Linked DNA regions of Anas platyrhynchos: region 2 is linked to region 1. The links are chromatin contacts, called in public Hi-C maps. All regions are on one chromosome and are shown on one strand. Each heading gives the region's core, a stretch centred on a gene start, on an enhancer-like site or on the middle of the called end of the contact. The rest is flanking DNA. Distances are from core to core; before and after follow the strand shown.

The links. A called contact is a pair of places that touch in the nucleus more often than the background predicts.
Region 2: a contact with region 1 is called in a Hi-C map of skeletal muscle, with 3 times the contacts expected there. The contact joins the promoter of SETD3 here to the promoter of YY1 in region 1. A contact is called at or near these places in 2 of 8 Hi-C or Micro-C datasets (liver and skeletal muscle).

Annotation. Positions count from the first base shown.
Region 1 is chr5:12,622,153-12,629,167 of IASCAAS_PekinDuck_T2T, forward strand. YY1 (YY1 transcription factor) reads right to left here and starts at 2,249. Exons shown (of 5, transcript XM_038179397.2): 1 at 1,249-2,249. The coding sequence starts at 1,945.
Region 2 is chr5:13,149,939-13,156,544 of IASCAAS_PekinDuck_T2T, forward strand. It overlaps SETD3 (SET domain containing 3, actin N3(tau)-histidine methyltransferase), which reads left to right and starts at 1,430. Exons shown (of 14, transcript XM_027457591.3): 1 at 1,430-1,589; 2 at 2,066-2,141. It overlaps CCNK (cyclin K), which reads right to left and starts at 1,093. Exons shown (of 11, transcript XM_027457936.3): 1 at 861-1,093.

The DNA of each region.
Region 1 (7,015 bases), core at 999-3,498:
AATCAGAATCGCTGTTCTCTGCGTCTTTTCAGACAAAAGAATCCAGTTGTTCAATATACTCTTCCTTCAGCACTCCCCTTACTAATAAAGCTACTGGTCACTCACAAGCATCACATTCTGCCAACATTTTTTTTTTTTTTTTTTAACTACTACTTCGGCAGTTTAACCAATATCTGATACCCTGCTACAAATTAAAAAGCGCACAAGAACTATGATAGGCAAAACCGAGTACTGGCCTATTAGCCGTACTAATTTAAGTAGTTCATGAAGTGACCGCTTTTTGCCCTTATGTAACTTTAGCCCAGAACTTTGCCTACAGAGCCTTAGCTTCCAGTGACACAATTCTTTGTGAAAACAGAAAACAAAGCAAGAAAACCAGCCACAGCGTACCGCTGACAAAAGAAATACATCCTTCCCCTTATATATTTTGAAGCAAAGGGTCAGGAAACCGTTGGCGGCTTAAATGGGAAGCGCATGTCAGGTTCATCCCGAGCCCTGCAGATAACACCGGGCATCTTCACCTGACTTCCCTGCCTCCCTGAGACACTCCCACGGAAAGCGACTGGGAAACGCGCGCTCCCACACCGAAAACACACGCTTTCACCCCAAAAACACACGCTGCCAGCCCGCTCGGACCCCGCTGCCACCCACCCCCCTCCCGGCCATCCCGGCTCCCCTCAGCCGGCAGCGGGGGGGCCGCCCCTCGCCTAACGGGCGCGATCGGCACCCAGGCGGAGCGAGAGGAGCGGCGGCCGGGACCGGGAGCCGAGGAGGAGAAGGAAGGAGGAGGGGGGGGGGGGAGAAGCGGCGGGGCGGGGACGGGCGGAGAGGGGGGGGTTGAAGCGCGGCGCGGCTGGGCTCGCCCCGCACCGAGCGCCCGCCCGCACACCCCGCCTCCCCCTGCTGCAGAAACTACGCCATTGCGGCCTAGTCCTGGAGCCAGCGGCGCGCCGCCGCCGCCCGCCCTCCTCCTCCCTCCCTCCTCCCTCCCGCACCCCCTCAGCCGCCGCCATCTTGGCGGCCGCCGCCATCTTTCCTTCCCCCCGCCGCGGAGCCGGGCAGGAGCAGCGGCGGCGGCAGCGCAGCCCCCGCCATCTTTTCGGGGAGCCGCCATACTTGCCCTGGCGAGGAACATGGCGGCGCCCATCGCACACACCAAAACATGGCCTCCCTTCAAAACAACGCCGGCCGCCGGCGGCCGGGCGGCCCGAGGGGCTCGGGGAGGGCGGCGGGGGGGCGCGCACTTACCCGAGGCCCACATGGTGACCGAGAACTCCCCCTCCAGGGTCTTGATCTGCACCTGCTTCTGCTCCCATTTCCTGCCGCCGCCGCCCTCGGCCCCGCCGCCGCCTCCCCCGCTCAGGTAACTCTTCTTGCTGCTCTTCTTGCCGCTGCCGCCCTTCTTCACGCGGCCCCCGCCGCCGGCCGACGAGGAGCCGCCGCCGCCGCTCTTGCTGCCGGCGGCGGCCACGGTGACCAGGGTCTGCTCGATGTACTCGTCCTCGCCGGCGGGGGCCGGCACGGGGATGAGGATCTGGTCCTCGAAGCCGTCGTCGGCGCGCAGTCCGTCCGAGTCGTCCCCGCCGACCACCTCCTCGCGGGTCTGCACCAGGATCACCTCCTGGTGGTGGTGGTGGAGGTGCAGCTGGCCCCCGCCGCCGCCCGCCGCGCCGCCGCCCGCCCCGCTCGGGTCGCCGTCGGAGACGAGCGGCTGCAGGGCGATCATGGGCTGGTGGTGGTGGTAGTGGTGCGGCGGGTGGTGCGGGCCGCAGTCCTCGCAGCACTCGTCCTCCTCCTCCTCCTCCTCGTCCTCCTCGCCGCCCACCACGGTGGTCTCGATGGTCTCCACCGGGATGGTCTCCACCTCGATCTCGTGCAGCTCCACGATCTCGGCCGGCATCTCCGAGCCGTCCGTGGCGATGTACAGGGTGTCTCCCGAGGCCATGGCGGGGGGGAAGGGAGAAGGGGGTGAGGGGGGGGGGGGGAACGGGAAAGGGAGGAGGGGAGGGGAACGGCGCTCGCTCGCTCGCTCGGCGGCCGCCGCGAGGGGCTCGGCTCCGCTGCCCTCAGCCGCCGGCGGGGCTCGGGCGCCTCCCGCCTGCCTTCCTTCTCCTCGCCGCCTCCTCCCCCTTCCACACAAACACCAGCGCCTCGCAGCCAGCCGGAGGAGGGAGGGAGCAGGGAGGAGGGAGGGAGGGAGGCAGCCGCCAGATCCCGGCCCCGCGCCCTCGCGAGACTTCGCGCTGCCGCCGCCGAGACGGCCCCCAGCCCCCGGCAGCCCGCCGGGAACCGCCCCCAGCGCCCAATCGCGCCGCCCGCCTCAACCGGGCAAGGCGAGGAGCCAATCGGGGCGCGCCTTCCCTCGGAGGCCCGCCTCCGCGCGCCGCCGCTGGCCTATCGGGGGGCGCGGCGGCGGCCGGCCCCGCCTCCCTGCTCGCAGCAGCCAATCGGCACCGGGCGGCGTCACCTCTCCGCCCGCAGGCACCGCCCGGCCGTTTAGGCCCCTCCCAGCGCCGAGGCCCCGCCCCGCCCCCACTGCTCGGCGGGGGTTGGGGGGGGCGGGCCCGGCTCGCGCCCCGCCTCGCGCCGCGGGCGGCCGGCAGGTGGCGCGCGCGGAGCCCGACCGTTAACGGCCGCGGCGCGCGCAGGCGCGCGGGAAGCCCGCTGACAGGAAGGGCGGCCCGAGGGGGCCCCGCTGCTGCGCGCCTCCTCTCCGCCGTTATTTTATGTTTTGTACCTTTTTTTTTTTTTTTTTTTCTTTTATTCTCCCAAAGGCGGAGCGCGGGCGCGCTTGGCTTGGGGGAGCTGACGGAATCGCTCCCCTCCAGTCACACTCGGCTCCCCCTTCCTAACACCGGCCAGATCGGGCTTATTGTTGTAAAAGTCCCACAAACGGCGGCTGTTCGCACTTCCTAAGACATTCGCAGCTCGGCACGTGTAAATTTCTCCCCTTTGTAGGGCGATCTCAGCGGCACAGTGAAAATAGTGCCTTTAGTTTTTTAAAATCAGTACCACAAGTGTTTTCTACCTCTCCCACCCTTCAGCATATACCGAAGGCTTTATTTTGCTGCAGCATTCACAAGTGGTTATTTTTCAGTGAACCGCTACACGGAAATGTTCCTCAGCTCAGTGGTTTGCCCACTACATGCTTCCCTTCATCCTGAGCTGGGTGATTTGCCTAAGCAACACACAGTTATTTTTCAGTGGCTGTGAGGATTAGCCATGCATTGTTTTTTCTCTTGAAGAGAGAAGAATACAGCATCAAACAAAAACAAACGCATGAAAGCTGCCCGTTGAAAAGGTGTTTTAAAAGAAATTCTTGCCCTGAGTAGCATCACCAGGTGAAAGAGGACAGGGAAGTCACACACAGGATCTCCCTTGAGAATAGACCAGTCCATACACTCATCTGGAAACCTTTCCTTGGAAATAAAAGTTATTTTTAAGCATCCATAACAAATATGTTTATTATGAAAATATATTCTTTACAAGCTCTAGATTACTTTTTTTTTCTTTTTCTTTTTCCCCAGTTCCTTCCTTAAAATCTGCTGAAGTAAGTTGTGGTGCACCATCAATCCGCAGACAGCTGTTTTTAACTTTTCCTTCATGCACCACCAGCATTGTTTTTTTCTTGGCTCTGCAGAAGTCCTGGGAATAAGTTCATGTCTAACTGAAAGAGCAAAACCGAATTTGTTTACTCTTGGCAAGCCAGCTTCTACCCCCTCCACCTTTCTTTCTTTCGGGTTAACTGGCTCAAGTGCCTGCCTTTCTTCAGCAGGTGGATGGGCAAGGAAAAGCCTTGGGAGATGGGTTTTCATCCCAAAGAGAAAATGTGTTTTGTGTCAAAGAGAAGACAGTTGCAAATCCAGCACAAAGCATATAGTAGCTCCATGCAGTCATCATCTAGATAAGAACGAAAGCTAGGTGATAATGAGATTTGACCTCTTTAATTTTGGTACACGGTCCTATAAAAATAGTGCCACCCACAAATACTTGAGCTACTAGCAATACACTGCATTAAAAAAAAAAAGAGGAAGGGAGGAGTGAAAGGAAGATGAGGAGATACATATGAGGTCTCTGATTTCTGCTCAGCAAGAGATATCTTTCTCTTCTGAACCCCCCTCTGCTTTTACTGTCTGCATACACTTGGCATCTAGCATTACAGAAGATTGTGTGTGCTGGGTCCTTGTCGAGGTTTATCACAACAAATACTAAGCTCAACCTTTAAACAAGACAGTTGATCTTTTCAGTTTCACGTAATCACAAAAGAGCTGAGGCTGCAAAGGAGCTCTGGAGATTGTCCAAACCCCTGCTCAGAAGAGGAGTCACCTGGAGCAGGCTGTGTCCAGTTGGGCTTTGAATACCTCCAGGGATGGAGACCCACAACCTCTTCCCGTTTGACCACCCTCATGGGAAAGAGATTATTTCATTGTGTTTAAGAAGATTTCTTGTATTTTGATTTGTGCTTGTAGCGTTATGTCCTTTCACCGAGCCACAATGAGTGTGGTGCCTCCGCCTTCTTGTTTTTGATTTGTAATATTGTGGTGCAAGCAAGAACAATCCTCTGCAACTCCTGGGGTGCTCAGTGTCTGGATTAGGCCTTAAAGTGTTTGTTACATGCCAACTAGCTGCAGGGAAGTCAGTGGTGCTGTTCCCAGCACAAGACACTGTATGCTTGAGGCATTGCAGCACCCTGGCTTGGAAGAGCTCTTGCGATCCATCTCAGAGATATTCAATACAGCATCAGCAGATGATGGTCAGCACTCAGCAGCATTAGCCACCCAATCAATATTGTGCTTTCTCCCCTCATGTGTTTTTGCTTTCTAGGGTGAACTAGCCGTTCACAGCATCCAGAAATCATAGTTATACTAATCCATTGCGTGCAGAATTCTATTGCATGATGTTTATATAGAAAACTGACTCTCATGGAGTGGCATTTCATGCTACAGAACTAACTGTTCTGGCACTTATCTCGGCTGCATCAAACCAAAACTAGGTAACTGCTTTCTTAAGAATCACTTGGTAAATACACGAGTCTGTTACATTTTAAGAAAGGGAAGGTCACTGAAAATAACTTACTTTTTTCACAAAGAAAAAAAAGAATGAACAAAAAGATCAATACTGGTTTTCCCAGCTAGGTTTTTTCTTCTAGTCCTATTTTCCTCTGTCCCCATCCCTTCCGCTTACAAAAGAGCAAGAAAGGGGAAGAATTTTGACATGTGAAACTTGTGAAACAAAATGAGGTTTTCACAGCCATCACCTACAGCCTTCTCTCTTGCCCCTAGTGGGGTCAACGCTACCTTTTCCCATTTTCTTCCACCCAGCCTTTCACATTCACTGATTTGGAGACTTCTGATAACCTTTTTTTTTTTTTTTTTTCCTCCTTTCTCATTCTCACACCAGCTATTTTGTATAGTGTTTGAAAGGAAAGATTAGCCCTCCCATTGTAAATCAACACTGACTGATAAACTGATAACACTTGCATATCCGGTTAAATATATGACATGTATAGCTTTTAAGATATTTTTGTTCTTGTGTAAAGAAGACCAGATTATAAAGCCACTTACTAGAGGAAAAGAAAATCGATAGCTGAAATACAGTGTTAAGCAATTAGCTCTTGTTAACACTTTTTAAAGAATTCTCTAAGACTAATGAATTAGTTCTGCTGATTCACTGTATTGGGTTTTCTTTGTTATCTTTATCTAAAATGTCTTATTCATCAATAAAAAGAGGAGAGGTCTTAGGAAAAAAATAAAAAAGAACAACTCAGGAAGAAATCTGAACTAGGATTTACAATACCATTAAAGTAATCCACAAAGGAAGATGCTAATTAGCTGTGCCACTCTTTTCCTGTAGTCCTTCTTCTGGCTATCTGGAGCTCTGCAGGAAATGTGTTTTTTACTTTACCTTCATAGTCTTTCGTGATTTAGCCTCATCATCTCCATCTGATCTAATGCAGCTATCGCCCTTACAGCCCACTAGCTTCTGCTGCAAATGTCTTTGTCCTCTCTCTCAGATGGCTAATTAAACATGAGGAAAATCCCTGAGCCCAGCTCGTATATGGACTCCTACAAAATGCATTTCAGGGTTCACCATGACTGTAAGGTTCTGCTTGCTCACCATGACTAGGGACAAGTCATGAATTCTGTGTACACTTCTTTCCTCTGTTTCTTTTCCTCTCCTTTTAATAATTACTGTTTTCTTTTCTGTACCACATCCTACTTCAGATCCCCCTTTAAAAACAAACCAACCAGCTAGCAAAGCCACGCCAATTAATTTGCTTAGATTTATAGCTCTGTCCCTCCATTTGTCATCTGTGTCTTTGAGACTGAGCAAAGTAAGGGGAGGATTTTCTCTCCTTTGTTGTCTTGCAGAGGGAAGGAGGTAGCATTTGCACTGCTACCATTACACAATAATTTCTAAGTTAGGGTCACTAATCACCCCAGTTTCATTAAGCAGGTGTTTTAAGGACAAGGTCAGGTAAGTTGTTCTTACTGTATGAAAGGATACATGAATCAGTGGGCTTGATCCTTGTTCCAGAAACGTTTAACCCTTGAATTGTGGACATAAAATACAAATAAATATTATTGAACTGTGAAGCTGGCTGTCAAATATGAATGCTTTCTCCTGTATTCCTGGTTGACTTCACAGCTTGGGGCATGAAACTACACTTCCAAAATCACCAGGCTTTACAAAGCAGTCCTGTTAGATCTACCAGCATACGGTGTTTGTGGACACCTGGATGGACGGTGTCTTGCAAATCACAGATAATACAAGAATGGGAAACCTCTGGCAAATAATGCATATTATTTGAGCCAGCATGATATGATTTCACAGTTACCAGCACAAGCAGTATAAGTGAATGTATGTCCTAACCTACACCATAGGACCAGGGAGCAAATCTGCATCTCCTGCTCGTGCCTATTGTCTTACAAAGAGCAGCACCTCCCAGCCCTATTGTGCGTACATATTTGCTTGGTTTACACACTCCAGACCTGATGCTGAAAAGTGCTGAGCT
Region 2 (6,606 bases), core at 180-2,679, 530 kb after region 1:
AGAGAATGAACACTGCCTTGGCACTTTTATTTCTTTCAGGCACAAGTCTCTTTTTATCGTAACTCAATAAACTGTGCAGACACCATGCACAAATTACTGTGCATGTAGTCACCGGTAAGGCTTCCAGTAAGAAATGCAGATTAAAATATGATGCAACAGACTTGCTCTAAGCAAAGCAGTCAGCGGAAGACCCGAGTGCAAGCTCGTTAAAATTAAGCTGTTTAATTTTCCAGAAGTCTTCCTTCTGAAAACGGATGAAAGATCACACAAACAACCAAAAAAAAGTAAAAAAAGAAAAAAAAAAAGTGCTGGTGTAATACATCTCTCTCCCTTAGCTTCAGGAAGTTTCTTTTTCAGAAGAGAGGAAACCACCTTGGTGCCAGGTCGGTTTGTGGAGGATCTTCATGTCCTGCGGTATCAGTGATAGATCAATGCAGATAGTGGGAGTTACAAGTAAATGAGTGATCAATACAACTGCTGTTATTAAGAAACAAGGAAATGATCAATACAATTTCTTCTATTTATAAATAAATGATCGATACAACTTCGGTTATTTATAAATAAGCGAATAGCCAGTACAACCTCTATTATTTACAGTTAAACAAATGATCTTGTTCTCTATAAATAACCCAGCGCTCAGGATGATTTCTGTCACCTCTCAGCAGGCGAGCAGCCCCTCACAGCCCCCCCAGCCCCCCCCTCACTCACCGATCGGCCGCGAGCTCCGCAACCTGCGAGGAAGGAGCCGTGCAGCGGTCACCTTCCTTCGTAACGCCCCAAACGGCTCCAACCGCCCCCCGAGCCCCCCGAACCGCCCCGCACCCAGCGCCGGCCCCTCACGGCCCCTCACGGCCCCTCACCGCCTCGTCCCGGCGCCCCGCCCGGCAGGAAGCCGCCGCCTCAGCGCCGCCCCGCGGTTCCCCTCAGGCCTCCCGGGGGTGCCCGGAGCCCCCTCCCCCGCCGCCGGGAGCGGCCGCCCAGAGCCGGCCCCTGGAGCCCCTACGGGCGGCGCGGCCTCGGCGCCCTGCGCGCCGCCATCTTGGGGAGCACGGCCTGGCCGCCCGGGCGGCAGCGCGGCGGTGGAGGGGCGGGGCGGCCTCAGCCCGCTGGCCAATGGGAAGAGGAGGGACTCCCCGCCGCGGCCAATCGCGTGTCGCTCAGCCGCTGCGGAGCGCCAGGAGCAGGCGCGCTGCGGACCAATCGGAGAGGAGGAGGGGGATGATTGCGAGCCGCGTGAGCTAATAGGAAAGAGGAGGCGTGGGCTTAAGGCCCAGCCAATAGGAGGGGCGTGCGGGGGCGCCGCCGTGCCCTTTTTTAGGGCCGGCAGCGGCAGGGGGGGCGGCTTGAGGCGCGGGTTGGCTGCGGCGGGGGGCGTGGCTTCGGCTGGGCCAATGGCGAGCGCGGGCCGGGGCCGGAGGGGCGGGGCCGCGCCGCGCGCTGGGAGTGCGGGGCTGTGAGGCGGGGGGGGGGGGGAGCTGGGCCGCCGCCTCCCCACCCGCGGGCAGCGGCGTCCGGGGCGCGGCGCTCGGCTCCGCTCGGCTCCCTTCGGCCGCGCTCGGCTCCGCTCGGGCTCGGCGGCGGCGCGGGAGGTAAGGCGGGGGCCGCGGCGCTGCCCTCACCCCCTCCCTGCCCCCCCCTCCCTTCCCCTTCCCGGCCCTGTGGTGCCGGAGCCCCCCTCCCCCCCCCCCACCTCAGGGCCCCGGGCCCAGCAAATGGCGCCCGCCTGCCCCGGGCCGCGCTGCTGCCGGCCTCGCCTCGCGCCCCAACGGCTGCTAACGGCTCCTAACGGCTGCCGGGCCCCGCGGCTGTCAGGGCTGGCTGCAGCCTGCCCTCACCAGCCGGCCCTCGCAGCCCCCTGCCGGCCCGGGGGGGTGCTCGGGCTCCGTGTCTGCTCCCTCCGCTGGGCTTGCTCCCGGGCACAAAGTTTCTCTGAAATAAAGTTAAAACGAAGCCGCTTTTCGCCCCTTTAAGCCCCCCACAAGCACCTGTCTCCTCAGGCGGCGGCTTCACCCCGCGGCTTATTGCTGCCCGTGTTAACCTAACCTCTTGTGTTTTCTGCTTTCAGTTGCAAGCTCTTTTTTCTTTAAAAAACAAACAAAAAAAAGAACAAAATCCTGCGTAGTGTTTTGAAGCTGATGTAGGTGAGTAAACAGCTGGAGCATCCTGTGGGGCCGGTACCTGGTGTAAAATACCGAGCAGGAGTGTGAGCTGTGTGGTGGGCGCAGGGGCAGGGTGTGCCCCGAGCTGTGCTCACTTGGGTAACTTAATATGGTCGGGGCTCAAGCGTGTCAGCTTGTGCTTCAACAGGGCTTTGGGTATGTCTAGCTGGCTGGGCTGGCATGCCATTGAAAATACCTCCTTGGTATGGGGTGGCTAGGGTTGCATTTAGGGCCCTGGGGGAAGGAATCTGGGAAGGAGCCTGGAGCCTTGTGTAGTTTGTCTGGTACTGCTTCCAGTTTGAGGCGGCCTGGTCTGTACACTGAGCTCAGATCTCAGTCGTTGAATACACCTCTAACTTCAGTATCACATGTAATTTAGAAATAAAACATCTTGTTCCATAGAAAATGTACAGATTAATGGCATTTTTACTGTTATAGATCTGTCTGCTGCATCTCAGATTTCAAGCTTTACCACAACTGTGCTCATTGTATAGTTAAACTGGCATGCTGGGTTGTCTTCAACAAATGAGTGGGTTTAGTGGTTGCTCTTTGAAAGAAAGAGGCAATTTGAGAACTTCTGAAATCTTGGGGGCTCTGTATCTACTATCAGAGTGTCATGGCCTTTGGCACTCGTTAAAGGACATGTCACAATGTCTGTGGCTTAAGCACCAAGCCTCTTCAGAGGCCTGTGCTGTTTGGTCTGTCTGTGTGCTGATGGCTGCAGTCAACCAGGGTGACTTGCTTCATTCTCAATTAGAAGCTATATTTTGATGAAATTAGCTTAATAAACAAGCAAAAATAGTACCTAATTTCATTAACTTGCTCAAAAGGAATTTGGGGAAGAAAAAAAATCTGTGGTAGTCCTTGGGAAGAGCTCAAATCAAGCAAAGCAATGAAATGGCAAAAGCCTATTGGCAAAGCAGTAGGGTTTAACAGTCTATTTACTTGCCTCTTTTCTCTGAAGAGTAAATATTTTTACTTTTCTGGTCAAATAGTTGTCTGAGGAGCTGGTTCAAAGGGGAGGCAATAGGACTATTAATCATTAAGAAAGAGCCTGAATTGTTTCCTGTGGCAGCTAGTAAGTTATCTTCCCTTGAAGGTTGGTGAGGTGTTTATAGTAAGAAGCATTCCTTCTGCATAAGAAAGCTCGTGGGGGGGAGGAGAGTGTGGAGATGTGAATGTGCAGTAGTGTGGTTATTAGTATAATAGTTTGGAATTAGCAAGTTGATAAGCGGTAGTAGTTATGAAATACATGCTTAGATTTGAGATCTTGCTTTGGATTTAGCCACTCTTCTTTGTCCTTTAGCATTTTGTGTTACTTCTGAATTAAATATAAACTTCTGGTAACAAATTATTAATTTGAGGCAGCCTTGAATTTAATGTCTGACTAGCAACTGAAGTGAAACAAAACTCAATCTGACAGTACTGTGTCGTTCGTAGATCTAGGAGTATCTTTAGCTTCCCAGGTCAGAGTATTGTCACAGCGGTGTTATCTTTGATTCCAATTACACGACTACATGCGTTAGGAATTTGTTTCCCAATAATTAGATGGATTTGTTGGAGTCAGTGTTCTTTGTAAGCGGATCAAATAAAGATTTAGCTAATTCTAGTAACTTCTTTTGCTATTACTCTGCAGAGTGGCTGCTTCCCTGTATCACAGTACTATTTGCATACCGTCATTCTTTTCTCAACCTGAAACCAAGAAGGGATTAATGAAGTCTGTTCTCTTCAGAGTAGATGCATGAAGTGTATACAACAGTGGTTCAACCTTCCCCCTTCTCTAGATACCATAGACTTGTGCTAACGTTGGCAAACCTGTGATTGTGCAGTTTTTCATAACGAACAAGGGATTATGACTTCAATTTTAGCCATCCTTTGCCAGTTAACTTATTAGAAACACTTCAGCTTCCTAGGCCTGGTTTCAGATATTTAATAATAATAATTTAACCAAGAATACGAAGTGTAAAATGGGAGAAAGGACCTCAAATCTAAATGAAGTATACCAGTTGTTGTTACCTTCAAGGTGCCCCACTAGTGTTGTATGGTTTTAGCCTGATGTATTTGGAGCCCTACTTTGAAGATGTTTGTGTTTTAGTAATTAAAAGACAAGTTCAGTGCCCAAGAGTGCTTTAACATTGCTTTACATTCTTGTACTTGCCCTTCGTCTGCCATAACCTTCTCTGCTCCCTTTTTCTGTTTTTAGCTGCTCTGCCCTACATTGGCTCATGCCTGCATCTCTTCCACCAAATGACTATTCCAGTTGTTCCATCTCTGCCTGTCCTTTACCCCTTACTGTTCAGCAATTCTTCTAATCTCTCTTCCGTTCTCTACTTTTTGAAGTAGAGGAGAATTAGCACTGAGGGCTTCCATTCAATTCTGAGATCTGCTACCAGGCCAGAGCAGCAGGCCTGTGAGCTGCAGGGAGAATTCCACCTGCCTTTGCAGCCCTGGGCTGAAGCATGCTGAGATGTGAGTGACTTGGCTTCAGGTCAGCTTTATCTCCAGTGAGCATAAGCAAACAGGTGCTCATGAGCTCGCAAGCTGGCTACATCCAGGTAGTACAACATAAGCAAAAGGAATATTTCTGAGACTGCAGCTGCTGATGTCCTGTTAAGAATCAATATGGAATGTAACTTAGATCTCTTCTATTTTTCAGAAAGATTCTTGAGCTTGATGCTAAAGGCTGTTAAATGTTAGGGGATGACAGATGAGTATCTACTTACTGTCTTATTTTATTCTGCATGCTCCCGATATCTCTGAAGGAGGTAGCTCAGCTGTCATGGAAGTAATTGAACAGCAGTGCTTGAGCCACCAGACTTCTCAGGCAGTGTGTTAACATAGGCCAAAATTGTCTTTGTAGCTGAACATGGACTGTGAATTGTATCTGCACTGATGAGCTGCTTTGTGGTCATTTCTGCTAAGAGTGTCAGCTACCTGCACCAAACGGGGGAGTGTTTCTCTGGGTCTCTTGTGCCAGCAGGTGGCTTCTAGTCTTTTGTGTTGATTGATTTAGATTTTTTTTCTTGTGTATTTTTATATCTGTTTGGATCTCATAGACAATGATGGAGTTATGTAACTTAATAAAACTGAGTCACTTCCAAATGCTGCCTATATCTCTAAAATAGGGAATCTTCTGTCTTTAATGTTTTACCGTACTACTGACCAAAGTTTTCATGTGCTATTATTTTAATGGAGTGGGAAGAGGATGCAGTATGTGGTTTTGTTTCATTTGAACCTGTATTAACAGCCCAGTGTCTCCTGTGTGCCAGCTTTTACTCCAGCTGACTGTACAATGATAAATTAAGGGGTTATGAGTTACCTCAGAGGGAGGCAGTGGCAACTAAGAGTGAGGTGCAGGCTGTTTCCTGCCCCTGCCAGACTTTCTTGGGGAGTGGATTAATTCTCCTTGGGACCACTCTTCAAGATATTTGCTTATCTTTAAATAAAGATTAAAGCTTAGATGTAGCTACATAACTTCAAGTACTGAGAGAAGGAGCTTCCAGGTTTAAAAATATTCTGAAAGTATTTCTAAGGAGAGCTTCTGAAAGACCTAGTTTTGGGACCTGCCTGTAAGGTGATTCAAATTCGGTGTTTTAGTATCTGCAGTTACTCTGTGAATGTGCATGTGTACTCTGCCCTGTTGCCCAGGTCAGCAGGGAGGATGGTAAACAGTATTTGTCCCCATACTGACGCCAGGGGTACACCACTAGGGACGGGCCTTCTGCTGGACTTTGTGCTGCATGGAATACCTAAGCCCTTCCGTCCTTCATCACCACATCCCCAGCCCTGCTCAGCAGCAGGCTTACACCTTGCCTAGTCTTCTCTTCCTTTTGCTGCTGCTGCACCTGCAGAAGCCCTTCTTGTACTACATGTTCCTCGCCAGATTCAACTCCAGGTGGGCTTTGGCTTCCCTAACCTTGTCCCTGCATACTCGAACAGCATTTTGCTTCCTGCTGTTTCTATCTTGTCAGGAGCACCTGGTTTGTTTATGCAGGTCTCCTGCCATCTTTGCTACATTTGCACATCCTGCCTGTAGAGATGAACCATTCCTGGGCACAGAGGAAGTGATCCTACAAAGTCTTACCTGTTTACTGTTATTAAAAATAGAGCAGTAACAGTATAGCTTTGTATCCTTCTGTTCTCGAGCTATTTCTCTTGGAAGAGGTGCAAGTAGTAAGCTGATAGAGCCTGTTTCATGAAACCAAGAACAGATGCCTGAGTTAGCAAACAGTTACCTCTTTGCATCAAATCTGACTCCAGGAAGCTAAGAAAGGTTTGTTGGAGAATTTGATGCTACATGTTTCTGAAGTGCAACAGACTGTAACTTACCATTTTGGAAACTATTGTTGCGAAGTAAGAGTTCTGTTTAGGCATATGGGTGGCTCTGATACTTTTTAAATCTGTACAGACAGCATTTCAGTGCTCGCATCAAAATGGTTCTGGTTTA